Linked DNA regions of Cricetulus griseus: region 2 is linked to region 1. A link is a contact called in public Hi-C data. All regions are on one chromosome and are shown on one strand. Each heading gives the region's core, a stretch centred on a gene start, on an enhancer-like site or on the middle of the called end of the contact. The rest is flanking DNA. Distances are from core to core; before and after follow the strand shown. Region 1 holds the start of Fbxw11 (F-box/WD repeat-containing protein 11). Region 2 overlaps Fbxw11 (F-box/WD repeat-containing protein 11).

The links. Hi-C and Micro-C count contacts between places; a contact is called where the count stands out from the background.
Region 2: a Hi-C map of fibroblasts shows a contact between it and region 1, with 2.6 times the contacts expected there. The contact joins the enhancer-like site here to the promoter of Fbxw11 in region 1. A contact is called at or near these places in 3 of 8 Hi-C or Micro-C datasets (the CHO-K1 cell line and fibroblasts).

The regions. Positions count from the first base shown.
Region 1 is chr7:47,826,226-47,831,976 of CriGri-PICRH-1.0, forward strand. It overlaps Fbxw11 (F-box/WD repeat-containing protein 11), which reads left to right and starts at 4,253. Exons shown (of 13, transcript XM_027425196.2): 1 at 4,253-4,452. The coding sequence starts at 4,408.
Region 2 is chr7:47,891,582-47,898,275 of CriGri-PICRH-1.0, forward strand. Fbxw11 (F-box/WD repeat-containing protein 11) reads left to right here. Exons shown (of 13, transcript XM_027425196.2): 2 at 3,506-3,568. Among named protein-coding and RNA genes, the nearest start is that of Fbxw11, 64 kb to the left of the region's middle. Within about 2 kb of position 2,485, at least 3 of the 6 cell types and tissues checked have open chromatin away from gene starts, as enhancers often do. A contact at or near this core is called in the CHO-K1 cell line and fibroblasts, where this site is marked.

The sequences.
Region 1 (5,751 bases), core at 3,003-5,502:
GATTAGGATCACGTGAATGTCCCACCCAAGCTCTGGGAGCAATGGAATTCCCATTGTGAGGGTTAAGAGGTGTTTGTGTCATGAGGGCTTTTACTCTCATAAATTATTTAACCCCTTCATAGATTAGTCGGCTAATAAAGGAGTTACTTGGCTATGGAAATGAGCTTTCTCTGGTTAGCTTGCTCTATCTTGTCATGTTATGACCACTGCCCGCTATGGCCCAATAGAAGGCATGACTCACTTATGCCTAGCAGATCCTGGCATCATGCTCTGGCTATGAACTAAATCAGTTTCTTTTCTTCCTTTTTCCTTTTTATTTTTTTCAAGACAGGGTTTCTCTGTGTAGTCTTGTCTGTCCTGGAACTCACTATGTAGAACAGGCTGGCCTTGAACTCAAGAGATTCGACTGCCTCTGCTTCCTAAGTGCTGGGACTACAAGGTGTGTAACTACCATTGCCCAACTTCAATTTCTTTTCTTTATAAATCATTCTAATACAGCAGCAAAAAATGGACTGTGACACAGATAACAGGCCACAAAGAATAATGGCGACTGTGGAACATTATTTATACAAAGGCAGACTTTCTAAAAGGTAGGGGATACTGAACCACTGCATGTTGTGGGATATTTGATCATACCATGAACCCCGAGGCTCCCCCAGACCAGGTTTTTTTTTTTTTTTTCCCGAGACAGTGTTTCTCTTTAGCTTTGGAGGCTGTCCTGGAACTCGCTCTGTAGACCAGGCTGGCCTCGAACTCACAGAGACCCACCTGTCTCTGCCTCCCTAGTGCTGGGACTAAAGGCGTGCGCACCACTGCCTGGCCCGAGATTTTGTTATTAAATAAAATTAACCTTGGGTTAAGATGTGGAGTCAGCAACTAGTTGCCAGGAAGTAGCCATATAGAGTAAGAGGGAGTCTGAAAGATGGATAGAGAAACATACAGGAAGTAATGAGGAGGGACTTTGTTTTTATTTGGGACAGCAGAAAATAAGCTCTCTATCTGAGACTATGGCTAAAGAGGAAAGTCAGCTGGTTGCTCCTTGGCCTCTCTGAGCTAGCAGGTTTTTATTCCAGCACCTCATTCCCCTGGCCTTTTTTGGGGGGGGCATTCGAGATAGGGTTTATCTATAGCTTTGGAGGCTGTCCTGGAACTCTGTAGCTTTGTAGACCAGGCTGGCTTCAAACTCACAGAGATTCACCTGCCTCTGCCTGCCCAGTACTGGGATAAAAGGTGAGTGCCACAACCTAGCTGATTCCCCAGTCTTTATTGGTAAAATCTTAAGACTGAGTTTAGTTTAAAAACAACAACTGTATACTGTTGTCATAGATCCAAAAGCTTGATACTCTAATTTTTCAAGAAAAATTAAAACACAGATTTTAAATGTAAAAGTGTTTAAGACTTGTTTTTAAACTAGGTGTGTGTTGAGGTATATGCACAGGAGTGCAGGTGCTGCAGGGGCTAGAAGAGAGCGTCAGTTCTTCCAGAACTGGAGTTGCAGGCAGTTGTGAGCCACTCAGTGTGGGGTGCTGGGAGCTGAACTCAGGTCTTCTGTAAGAGCAGAAAGCACTCTTAGTCATTAAGTCCATCTCTCTAGTCCCCCTAAAATGTGAAACTTTTAACTGATTTTGGCAGTGCCATGGGTTGAACTTGGGTCCTTCAGGCTAGGGATATGCCGCCCCCTTTTTTTTGCAGGGGGGTGGGGGGAGGAACGGACAGGGTCTCTCTGTGCAGCTTTGGAGGCTGTCCTGGAACTTGTTCTGTAAACCAGGCTGGCCTTGAACTCACAGTCATCTGCCTGCCTCTGCCTCACAAGTGCTAGGATTAAAGGTGTGTGCCATCACCACTCAGTTGTTTTTGTTTTGCTTTGTTTTGTGACAGGGTTTCACTGTGTAACATCCCTGGTTGTCTTGAAACTCAACTTTGTAGACCAGATCCTCCTGCCTCTGCCTCCTGAGTGCTAGAATTAAGGTTGTGCACCATCAGGCCCAGATCTAGCATGCCAATTTTAGAAAAAACGAAGATGGTGGTGTAGGCTAAACATATACGTGGGAGGTTCATACTCACATGACCCCCTACATGCTACACTGTAAGATAGGTGCTGGATCCTTCAAGGTCTTTGGCTGGCTGTTACTAGAACTTCCCACATTCACTCTGGATATATGAGTTGATTTGGTGAATGGGACAATTAGAGCTTGATAAGCATTTGCTGATTAGTCTTGTCCTTTTTTTGAGACACCTTCCAGAGGCTTGAATGGTAAGGAGCCAGTGGAAAAGAGAGGCCCCAGAGGATGAGAAATCATTTTGAATGTGTTCCCAGATGATTACAGCCCTATGTGTAACCTCAGCTTATATCACATTGGTTCAGATACGCTTGGTTAACCTACACAATCATAAAAAATAATAAACCATTGTTATTCTAAGCTACCAAGCCTTGGCTCCGTTTGTTATGTTGCAATAGGTAACTGAAACAGAGGTCATTTAACCTACCCTCCTGTTTGGTGAAATCCAGACACAAGGTAATGGCAGTAACTCTTAATTCTGGGCTTTTCTCAGTTGCACTTTTTTTTTTTTTTCCAATCTCTTGGTGAAAGCCACCAGATAGAGTATAAAATTTCAAGCTCTAACTGCAGGGAATATATACAGTGATTTGGACACTGTATACTGATTAACTGTAATACCTTGATCTTTGGGAATGGGAAGAGTTGGAAAGTCATCCACTGCACTGGGACAGAGAATTGAAAAGCACTTGAGAAACAGGAAAGCAGTCTCTGCCATTGAGAAGTCGGGCTGGGTACAATCATTCAGGCCCTTGATAATAGCCAGAGCCTGCCTGGTCCTTATAGCTAGGTCTCTTATAAAACATAAACAACTTCACAAACCACCAACATCACACAAGGCCATTCTGTGACCTTATCTTGTGGATCAAGACAAAACCAAGGCCACTCCATAATTTGTGATAAAACAAGAGCATTATCTAAGCCACACACTAAACACTTGAATCTGGCTAATGTGAGGAGCTGACCCCAATTACTGCATTTGCTTCAATCTAACTTTCCCCAGATAAGACTGAAGTGTCCAATCTCAGAATTATTCCCACTTCCTGACAGTACTGAAGTCTTTTACTGAGCCTTCCATGATTCATCATGATGTGTATGCTCTCTTCTGCTTCAGCTGGAAATTAACACACCTTGTTCAACTATCAGCTTGTTCCTGGGGGATTTTGGTTTCAGGGTACTGACAGACTTGGAGAAAGTCACACAGAGTTGGAGGCAGAGTTCACTGGAAGTCTCCAGTTGTGTTTCGTCATAGCATCTCTAACTCTTAATTAAGCTTCATGAATACAGGGGTCTTTCCTGTTACATTCGAAGATGATTACCAGTGCTTAGGGCAGTACTCGGTAGAAACTGAATGCTTAAGAATAAATGTTTTCGCCGGGCGGTGGTGGCACACGCCTTTAATCCAAGCACTCGGGAGGCAGAGGCAGGCGGATCTCTGAGTTCAAGGCCAGCCTGGCCTCCAGATCGAGTGCCAGGATAAGCTCCAAAGCTACACAGAGAAACCCTGTCTCGAAAAACCAATAAATAAATAAATAAATAAATAAATAAATAAATAAATAAATGTTTTCAGAACAGTTTCTTTCTCATGGCTAAGTTCCTCCTTAGTTAGTGCAGCAGATCTTAATACACCTGTTTCCCAACTCAGTCTCCAAACTCTTCCTCTTGAGATGTCCACCTTCCCTTGGCTGTGACCTCGGGCTCTCGGGTCCCCTCCTACCATTCCTAGTGCACCTGGGACCCACCTGTCTACGCTACCTGTCCCTACCAGATGCAACACACACGGAGCGACAGCACAACCACCCAGGCGACGAGCGGCTCTGCAGACACCCACGGCGCATGTGCGGAAATCGGTTGCACCGCAAAGATCACAGACAAGTGAGGAGTTGCCTCCGAGTTTCCGTCCGGGTTTTGGCAGCCCTGGGCTGCCAGGAAGTCAGGAACGACCAGCCGGAAGGAGACCTCGCGCGCGAGGATTTCTGGGACTAGTAGTCGCAGCACTCACGAGGCCCTACCCAGAGCAAGTCCTGGATTCTCCAGGTCTGCATGTCCCGTACTCCCAGCTCTACGCTCCCCGAAGCGCACTATCCAGTGGCGAGACCCTGGCAGAGTGGGCCGGGCGGCTTCTTGCTCCCACAAGGCCGTGCGAGCCGCGGTGGTTGCCGGGAGTTGTAGTCCCCGCTGCGCGTCCTGCGTCCGCCGAAGGGGGAGGGCGGAGCTGCCGGCGGCCCGGGCGGGCTGGCAGCTAGAGTGGGTGCGAGAGCCGCCTCCACCGCCGCCGCTGCCACCGCCTCCTCCGCCCGGGCCGTTCGCTGCTGAACGGGGAGAGCGAGGCGGGGCCGCCGGGGCCGCCATGGAGCCCGACTCGGTGATTGAGGACAAGACCATCGAGCTCATGGTGAGTGCGGCCCGCTGGCCCTCCGTTCTTCCGGCCGGCCGGCGGCCCGGGGGCCTGCCCACCTCGGCGTCCGTGCCAGGCCAGCCCTCGTTCCCCGCCGCCCAGGCCCGGCCGGTCCCCTGCCGTGGCTCGTTGCTGACGCCTCGCGCTCCCGGGCCGGCCCGGACTCCGCTCCCCGCGCCCCCTCCCCCCTTGCCGGGCTCCGACCGGTCTCGGGCGCCCCTGCCTCGCTCCTCCGAGAGCCTCCGCTCACTCTCGCCTTGCCATCACACTCTCATTTTAGGAGGGGCTTTCTTTTCCCTTCCCATTCCTCCGGGCAGGCCCGCATCGCGGTTCCCGGCCGCGCTCAAGCCGAGGGTGATGGTGGTTGGAGGGAGTCCGAGACCAGTTGGGGCCGCTTCGGCCTCCGTAACCTAGGCGCGAGGGGGGAGGTTTAGGGGGCCTCTCAGGACCTTCTCCCCAAGCTATAGCTGTGTGGATGCCAAGATAGACCCCGTAGGGCTGGGATGTTGGGGGTGCCCTCGAGTCTGAGGATTGCAGGATAAGGGGCCTCTTTTCTGGGCCCCTGTGGTGTCAGGCTTCTTGGACAAAGGGTTTCCTACCCTGCCGTGAAGGATGTTTGTATAGCAAGGCCCCAGGTACTCTGGATTCCATCCCCCAGGAAAGGGAAACCATAACTTTACCATTTGGGAAACGAGAGGGGAGGGGGAAGGGGTTGCCCTCATTACCGCCACCCGCTCTGTAAAAGAAAAAAAAAAGGTGAATTCTTCACCCACAGAGAAAGTAACGATTCCTTTTACTGTTAGAAACCATTGGTAGCCAGACTGATCAGATCTCCCTGGACACCCCTAACCCCTCTCTGACCTCAGACTTGGTGCCAGAAAGGTTTTTGGAAACAGAACTATGAGTGAGTGTCTGGGAGAAGTGAACAATTTGCTCATTGGTGGAAGAAATAAAATATGGCTGGTATTACCTGCCAATTTAAACGTGACGGAAATCAAACTGGACTCAGGAGAGTTGGGAGGGAATCAGCTTCTGCAAATGGACATACAAAGGGCTTCTTCCTGTGAAACCGTTGATAGTTTCTTTGTATCTCTGCTAATACAGTAACAACTAGTATCAGCCCCGTGGTATCGAGGAAAGGTGAAAGATCTACTGAATTTAGCAAAACGTTTTCCTCGTCGATTTTCTCCAGTGTGAACATGTTTATTGAGTCAGTGATTCCACTGGGTAGGGTTGGTGACATCAGAGCCACTTCCCCCATTTAATGCTATAAATAATAAATGGTGATACTGAAAG
Region 2 (6,694 bases), core at 1,235-3,734, 64 kb after region 1:
CAAGCTGCTGCTTCCTGAATGGTAGTTTTTGGTGATGGGTTCAGAATAGGAGGGTTGAAATGTTTACTTCTTTGCAATGTTGTGCTCCTGGCAGATAGGTGCATAAGATTGGAAGTGATTACAAGCAGGTAGAAGTGAGGGAGTCAGGTGGATGGATGTTCAGCCTTTCAGATTGGCTGACCCCCTGGTTTCACCTGAGAATTTGGATGTGCATAACTAACCTTGGCTGCACCTGAACCCTAGAGTCTGTGGGTGTTTGCCTGTTGCCTTTAAGAAGTAAAACTCAGGTGTGTGTGTGTGTGTGTGTGTGTGTGTGTGTGTGTGTGTGTGTGTGTGTGTGTGTGTGTGTGTGTGTGTGTGTGTGTGTGTGTGTGTTTTGCACACACAAGCCGCTCTCTAAGAGAAGTTTCCATTGTTGCCATCACTTACCCCACAACCCAATTTAGCAGATTGAGAAAGGGAATGGAGAAGTGGCTTCTGCTTGTGATCCTCAGAGTGCCCCTTTCCTTTGTGCTAGAGCTGTTTATTGAAGTGGGAGGACTCAGACTGTCCCATAGTCCAGTCCATATGCTGGGCTATCATTAGCACATAGTACTACTTACTGTTCATGTACAACTAGCTCGAGGAAGGAGTGGTAACCCGAGCTGGTCTTACAGAATGTATGGTAGTCTGGAATGTGTGGTACCTCATGTGCATAGACAGCCTTTCTCAAACCCAGGATCCAGGTCCTTTTCCACTTGTCATCTCTCATACCCTGTAGGGTTAAATACCATGTAGAAATGATTCACTGGGTCCGGGGGTCAGGTACTTCCTAGCAAATGAGGGCCCAATTTTGAGCTGTAGTCATGAAAACCAGCCACATCAGTGTAGCTTGAGGGCTGTCCTCTGTAGTTTTTCTCAAGTATCTATAAGAGAAGCTAAGAAAATATGTTAGAGGGGAACTAGTCTGGCCCTCAGATGGTTTCACTGATTTGTAATTGGTTAGTGTCTGTATTCCAGCCTGAAGATAATACTTGACATTTCTTCACAAGAGCTGTCTCCCTCTCAGCTATTTTAAATAATGCTATTTTAAACAGATGAATGAAAACTTCTCACTGAAATGATGGCTGTTACTGGTGTAGTCTGCAGGACTCCTGATGGTTTTTGCTTTTTCCTTGAGTGAAGAAAAACATCATGGTGTGTCTTAGTTGGATTTCTATTGCTGTGAAGAGACACCATGACCACAGCAACTCTTTTTTTTTTAAGATTTTATTTATTTATTATGTATACAACATTCTGCTTCCATGTATATCTGCATGCCAGAAGAGGGCACCAGATCTCATAACGATGGTTGTGAGCCATCATGTGGTTGCTGGGAATTGAACTCAGGACCTCTGGAAGAGCAGCCCATGCTCTTAACCTCTGAGCCATCTCTCCAGCCCCAACCACAGCAACTCTTAAAAAGGAGAACATTTAATTGGGGCTGACTTAAGGTTTGGAGATTTAGTTCATTATTATCATTCATGGTGGCATACAGGCAGACATGATTTTGGAGAAGGAGCTGAGAGAGTTCCACATCCTCAGGCAGCAGGAGACACTAGGCCTGGCTTGAGCTTTTGAAACCCAAACCCATCTTCCCCCGGGACACACTTCTTCCTCCAAGGTCACACCTCCTAATAGTGCCACACTCTATGGGCCCATGGGTGCCAATTCAAAAAGATAGGTCAGAACTACACTTCGTAACTGCTGTACTCAGTAACCAAGACACTGAATTCCAGAAAGTTTAAGCTTAAAATGTAACACAGGCCTTGAATTAGGAGAGATCCCCCTGTCTCCCGAGTGCTGGGATTAAAGGTGTGCAGCACAGCCCTCATCTCCTTGCCATTCTTGGCTGCTGTTGATATGACAGATCACTGTGTAACATCACACTCAGGGATGAGGTACTGAATCACATTGTCATTTTTTCTATTTATCTAAGGAAAACTGTTGGTTTTGTTACTCTCTAAGCCGTTCCAGGTAGTGACATAGGGAGACCTTCTTAAAGCATAGCATTTGTTTGCTTCTCCCTCTTGTGCTTCAGGATTGTCCACTGCTGCCACTGGTTTTGAACACCTGCCCCTTTCCCTCCCTAGCTCATTTCACCCGAACCACCATTGGCTTTGACATTCTGGGACTTTTAGATTTTATTGAGAAAGATTTTCCCTCTAGAGCCATTCTACTGTGCCCAGGTAACTGAAGTTGTAAACAAGTATGAAGATAACCTAGGGAAAGCAGAGTCCTCAATGCAGGGAAAGAGAACATCTCTGACCAGAGATTTTAGCACCAGGCACAGCACTCCTGGTCTCATCACACCCCGTGGCTCTGTTTGATGAGTGACTTCCCTTTCCCAAGGTCCCAGACTGAGTGACCAAGTCAACATTCTAGCTTCTTGCTTGGCTCTCCTTACTGTGTGCCACTGAGGTAGACAGCAGTGACTCATGTCCAGTGGTGACTCCAGTTGACTGTTGGGGGATTTCCCATTGGTCTTTTGGGAAGTACTCTGGGTGGGGCCTGAATATTTCAGGACTTAAAAGATAGAGGAAAAACGAGGAGGGTTTGAGAAAGAAGCTTACCCTAGAAGATGTAAACAGATCCCATAGTGTTGACAACTTTATAGATCTGTAATGAACCTCTTGGAAAACACTGCGGGACCGATGCTGGAGTTGTTTTGTGCTCCACTCTTAATTGTTCTAGGTTTGGGAAGGAACCTTAGAGAGCTAGCCCCTGGCTACTGGTGAGCTTTCACTCTTTTTAGAGCACAGCCCTCCCACTTCCTCCTCTCATTAGGGCTCCATTTAGCTGTTAGGTAGGAGCTTCAAAAGGGAAAACCCAATCATGTATAATCTCCAGTTAATGGGCATCTGTTGAGTCACTGGGTCACCAGAGGGGATAGTTACACAGTGCTTCTTTGTGTAGCAAATACAAAAATGGCAAAAAAAAAAAAAAAAAGACAAGCCAGATTGTTAGTGACTAACGGCATCCTCCTGTTGAGGGAGAACATTGGGGCACCCCTCCATGCTTGTTGGGGGAGGGGAGGATGGCAAGGCCATTTCCCAAAACAGAGCTATGGCGGGAGAGGAGAGAGGAGGTGGGGCACTGGAAGGCCTTGTCACTCTTAATTGTTGGTGGATGGGATGCATTCCCGACAATAGTGTTCTAGGAGACATTGTGTGCAACCGCTAGGAACTTAATAGTCACCGAGTTTTCTGACATAGAATAATAATGCTGTTGGTGTACTCCAACCCCACCACACAAGTTAGCTGGTTTCCAGTCATGCCCAGCCTCCATGAGTGAAGACTGTATGCTTACTGTTGGTTTATGAAAGCTGAATATAGCTTCCTGACCCAGAATGGCATATGTTAGCCATAAAGCAGGGTTCTTGAGTTTGCATCCATCTACTCTAGTTTGAGATCTCAAAGTTTATGTCTTGTCATTTAGGTTTTGCAGAACTTGGCATAATTCAAATAACCTGTTTTTCCCCCTTCAGAACACTTCAGTTATGGAAGATCAAAATGAAGATGAGTCCCCAAAGAAAAGTGCTCTTTGGCAGGTAGGCACTATAAGCTAGCAGATTATTGTAGATAAGCTCTGCCCTTGATAGTGTCCTCACTGAGACCAGGGCCCAGCCTCTGCTTTGAGCAGGGTTGCTAGATCCAGAAGACACCCTACTTGCCTATCATTTCCTCAAGGAAGTGTTCTTATTAGTAGTAAATAACTTTGGAGTTTTTGAAAAGATTCCAAAAGGTCAGTATCCTAAAATACTGACTTTGTGGCCCATGATAGACCATATGGAAATCCTCCAGGAAACTTAGAGCTTTTTAGCTTAGAGCCAAGGGCAAACCTTATGCTGATCCTGTTCGGTGTTCACAAAGGCTATTTTTCTCTGTTTGCAACCCCCCCCCACGTTCCTATGGGTACTTTCCTATTTGATTTGATTTAATTTGATTTGATTTCATGTCTCTTCCTTTTCCTCCCAACCTCCCAGGATTTGTGGTGGGGATTTGTGGAACATGCAGACCTTCATAGTTTAGTGTTTTTATTATTTTATTTGGGTGATCATCTTCTCCTTTGTGAGGATATGAATAAAGGCACAACATATATAGATCAAAGCAAAAAAAAAAAAAAGTTAGCTGGACTCATTTGAGTAGGATACTCCCAAGGTAAGTTAGTTAGCTAGGGTAATATACACACAAATTTAAAATGAAGTGAAGTGAAAAAAGGTAACGTAAGCAGGGTTTGTCTGGGCCCACCCAGGGAGCTGGAAGTAGAAGCTGGAAAAGGTGCTCCTAAATGTGCATGTGCCTGTTTGCCTTTCATAGCATCCTTCATATGTAAAAGGACCACGAGTGACCCCCCCCTCCCACGTCTGCACGGCTATAGTTCTCTTCACTGTTGACCTTTCAGTTTTCAATGGCTCTCAACTCTTTAGCGTCCAGTTTTCTTCATCTGTCCACCTCCTAGTCAGTTACTTGGTGGGAAACTTGATGGTGAATGAAACAACAATCCTTTAACCTACCAAACGAGAAAGTAGATGCGAAAATACTGTGTGAGTTGTGAAGCAACACAGATGCAGATGCAGCCCTCTGCCATAATTCTGTTTAACCTGTTGGGAAAGCAGATGTTCTGGAAAATTGTCATCCAGATGTTGAGTAAAGGAGGAGAGAGTACATGAAGTCTGTAGGACTACTTCACCGTTGGTGTTCTACGAGCAGGCTTATTTTGTCTCGGTGTGCTCCCCTTTCCACGCATGATGGTGCCCCTGGCACTGTAACATGCTGCATCTGCTTACCATCCTGTCAGAAGCTGCCTTTCTTAATGCTGGCTGTAGTGGCCACACTGTAGCCCTTGTTTTGTGTGTTGTAATTTGCAATACCAGTTGTTTGCAATTAGGTAGTCACTTCTATTTTTTTCTCTTATAATGTTAGGATATTGTTATGCCTAAAATAACATAGACATTTCCTTTTATGCCTGTTGATATTTATCACAGCAAAGAAGTTTTACTTTGCTTCAAGTTCTGTTGAGTTGGTTAGATGGGAATGTCTTTGAAAAAGCAAAATATTTAAATGCCTGTTCAATGCTGCCCTCTGGTGGTAACAGGTGCCAATTGAATTATCCCTTGCTCTAGGAATTGGGGGTGGACCAGAGAGTTGAACATGATTGGTTAAAGTAAATTAAGTAGACGGTAAATGCTTTCTGACCTTGCCTCTAAATGTAGACATAAAGACTTAGTTGAGATACGATACTGAAAAGCTTTTTGTCAAGGAAGGCCAGAAATTTCCATTGAACATTTAGAGATTCTCTTCTTTCTTTGATGGGTTTAGTCTAGTTTAATTAGGGAACATACCATTAATAAAAACTCTTCATTCTGGCTGGGCAGTGGTGGCCCTTGCCTTTAATCCCAGCATTTGGGAGGTAGAGGCAGGTGGATCTCTATGAGTTCAAGGCCAGTCGGGTCTACAAAGCTACACAGAGAAATCCTGTCTGGAAAAACAAAAACAAACAAACAAAAAAAACCCCACAACAAAACAACAACAAAAACATCTTCATTCCACAGAAGACTTTGGAAACAAGTTGAAATGGAATTAATGGACATTTGCAATTCATCTCTTCAGGTCTGAAAAGTCTTTACTTGCTGTTAGTGTCTCCAATTAGGCTATCAGAGGGGCATTGAACAAATGGCCTGGCGAGTATATAACAAAAACACTTATGGTCAGGTAATGGCACACGCAGGAGGCAGAGGCAGGAGGATCTCTGTGAATTCGAGGCCAGCCTGTTCTCCAGAGTGAGTTCCAGGACATACAGGTCTACACAGAGAAACCCTGTCTCGAAAAACCAAACAAAACACTAGTGTGATACTACTTTTAAATAGAAGGTGTTGTGCTTCCCAGCATTAGTAGGTTTGTGGCTTTGAGTCTAGCAATATAGACTGTATTGTTATGGTGGTGTGGCAGGGTGTGTATGGTTGCATATATGTGAGTATGCAGATGAGTCTGGACAGAAGAGTATCTTTTGTTCTCAGCCTTACTACCTTGAGTCTCTTTCTGAACTGGAAGCTTGCATTTCCAGCTCTTCTGGCCAGTCGTTGCACTCTTGTCATCAGCCTGTTTACATGCCTTCATGCTAGTGTTACTGGCATGTGTAACCATGCCTGGATTTTTAATGAGGTCTGGGGTTTTGAACTCAGGGCCTCATGCTTGCGCAGCAAGTGCTTTTACCTGCTGAGCTGTCTCCCCAGCCTCTAGATTGTTGGATACTGTCATCCATATAGCTTTTTTCTTTTTCCCTTTTCTAGGGGAGTCGTGCTAGAATTGAACCCTCCCCCGGACTTTACCTTTGGTTTCAATTAAAAGCTTTAAATTAATTAATTAACAGACACACATTTTATAGTACAAGTATGGAAGCTACAGGACAACTCTGTGGCATCAATGATCTCTTTCTACTGTGTGGCTTCCTGAGACCAAACTCAGGCTGAGCTATCTCATTGGCTATCGGATTAGATGATGATGATGAGAAAGGCATTGCTGTAAGGAGTGCATTGATCATATAGAAACTGTCCAGGATGACTACTTTTCCAGGTATACAGGAGTTAACTTTGGACTATTTTCTGAAAAGTAGGACAAAGGAAGGGATGAAGTCTAAACTGTTTGGCCAACATTTATTAAACATGGGAGCTAAT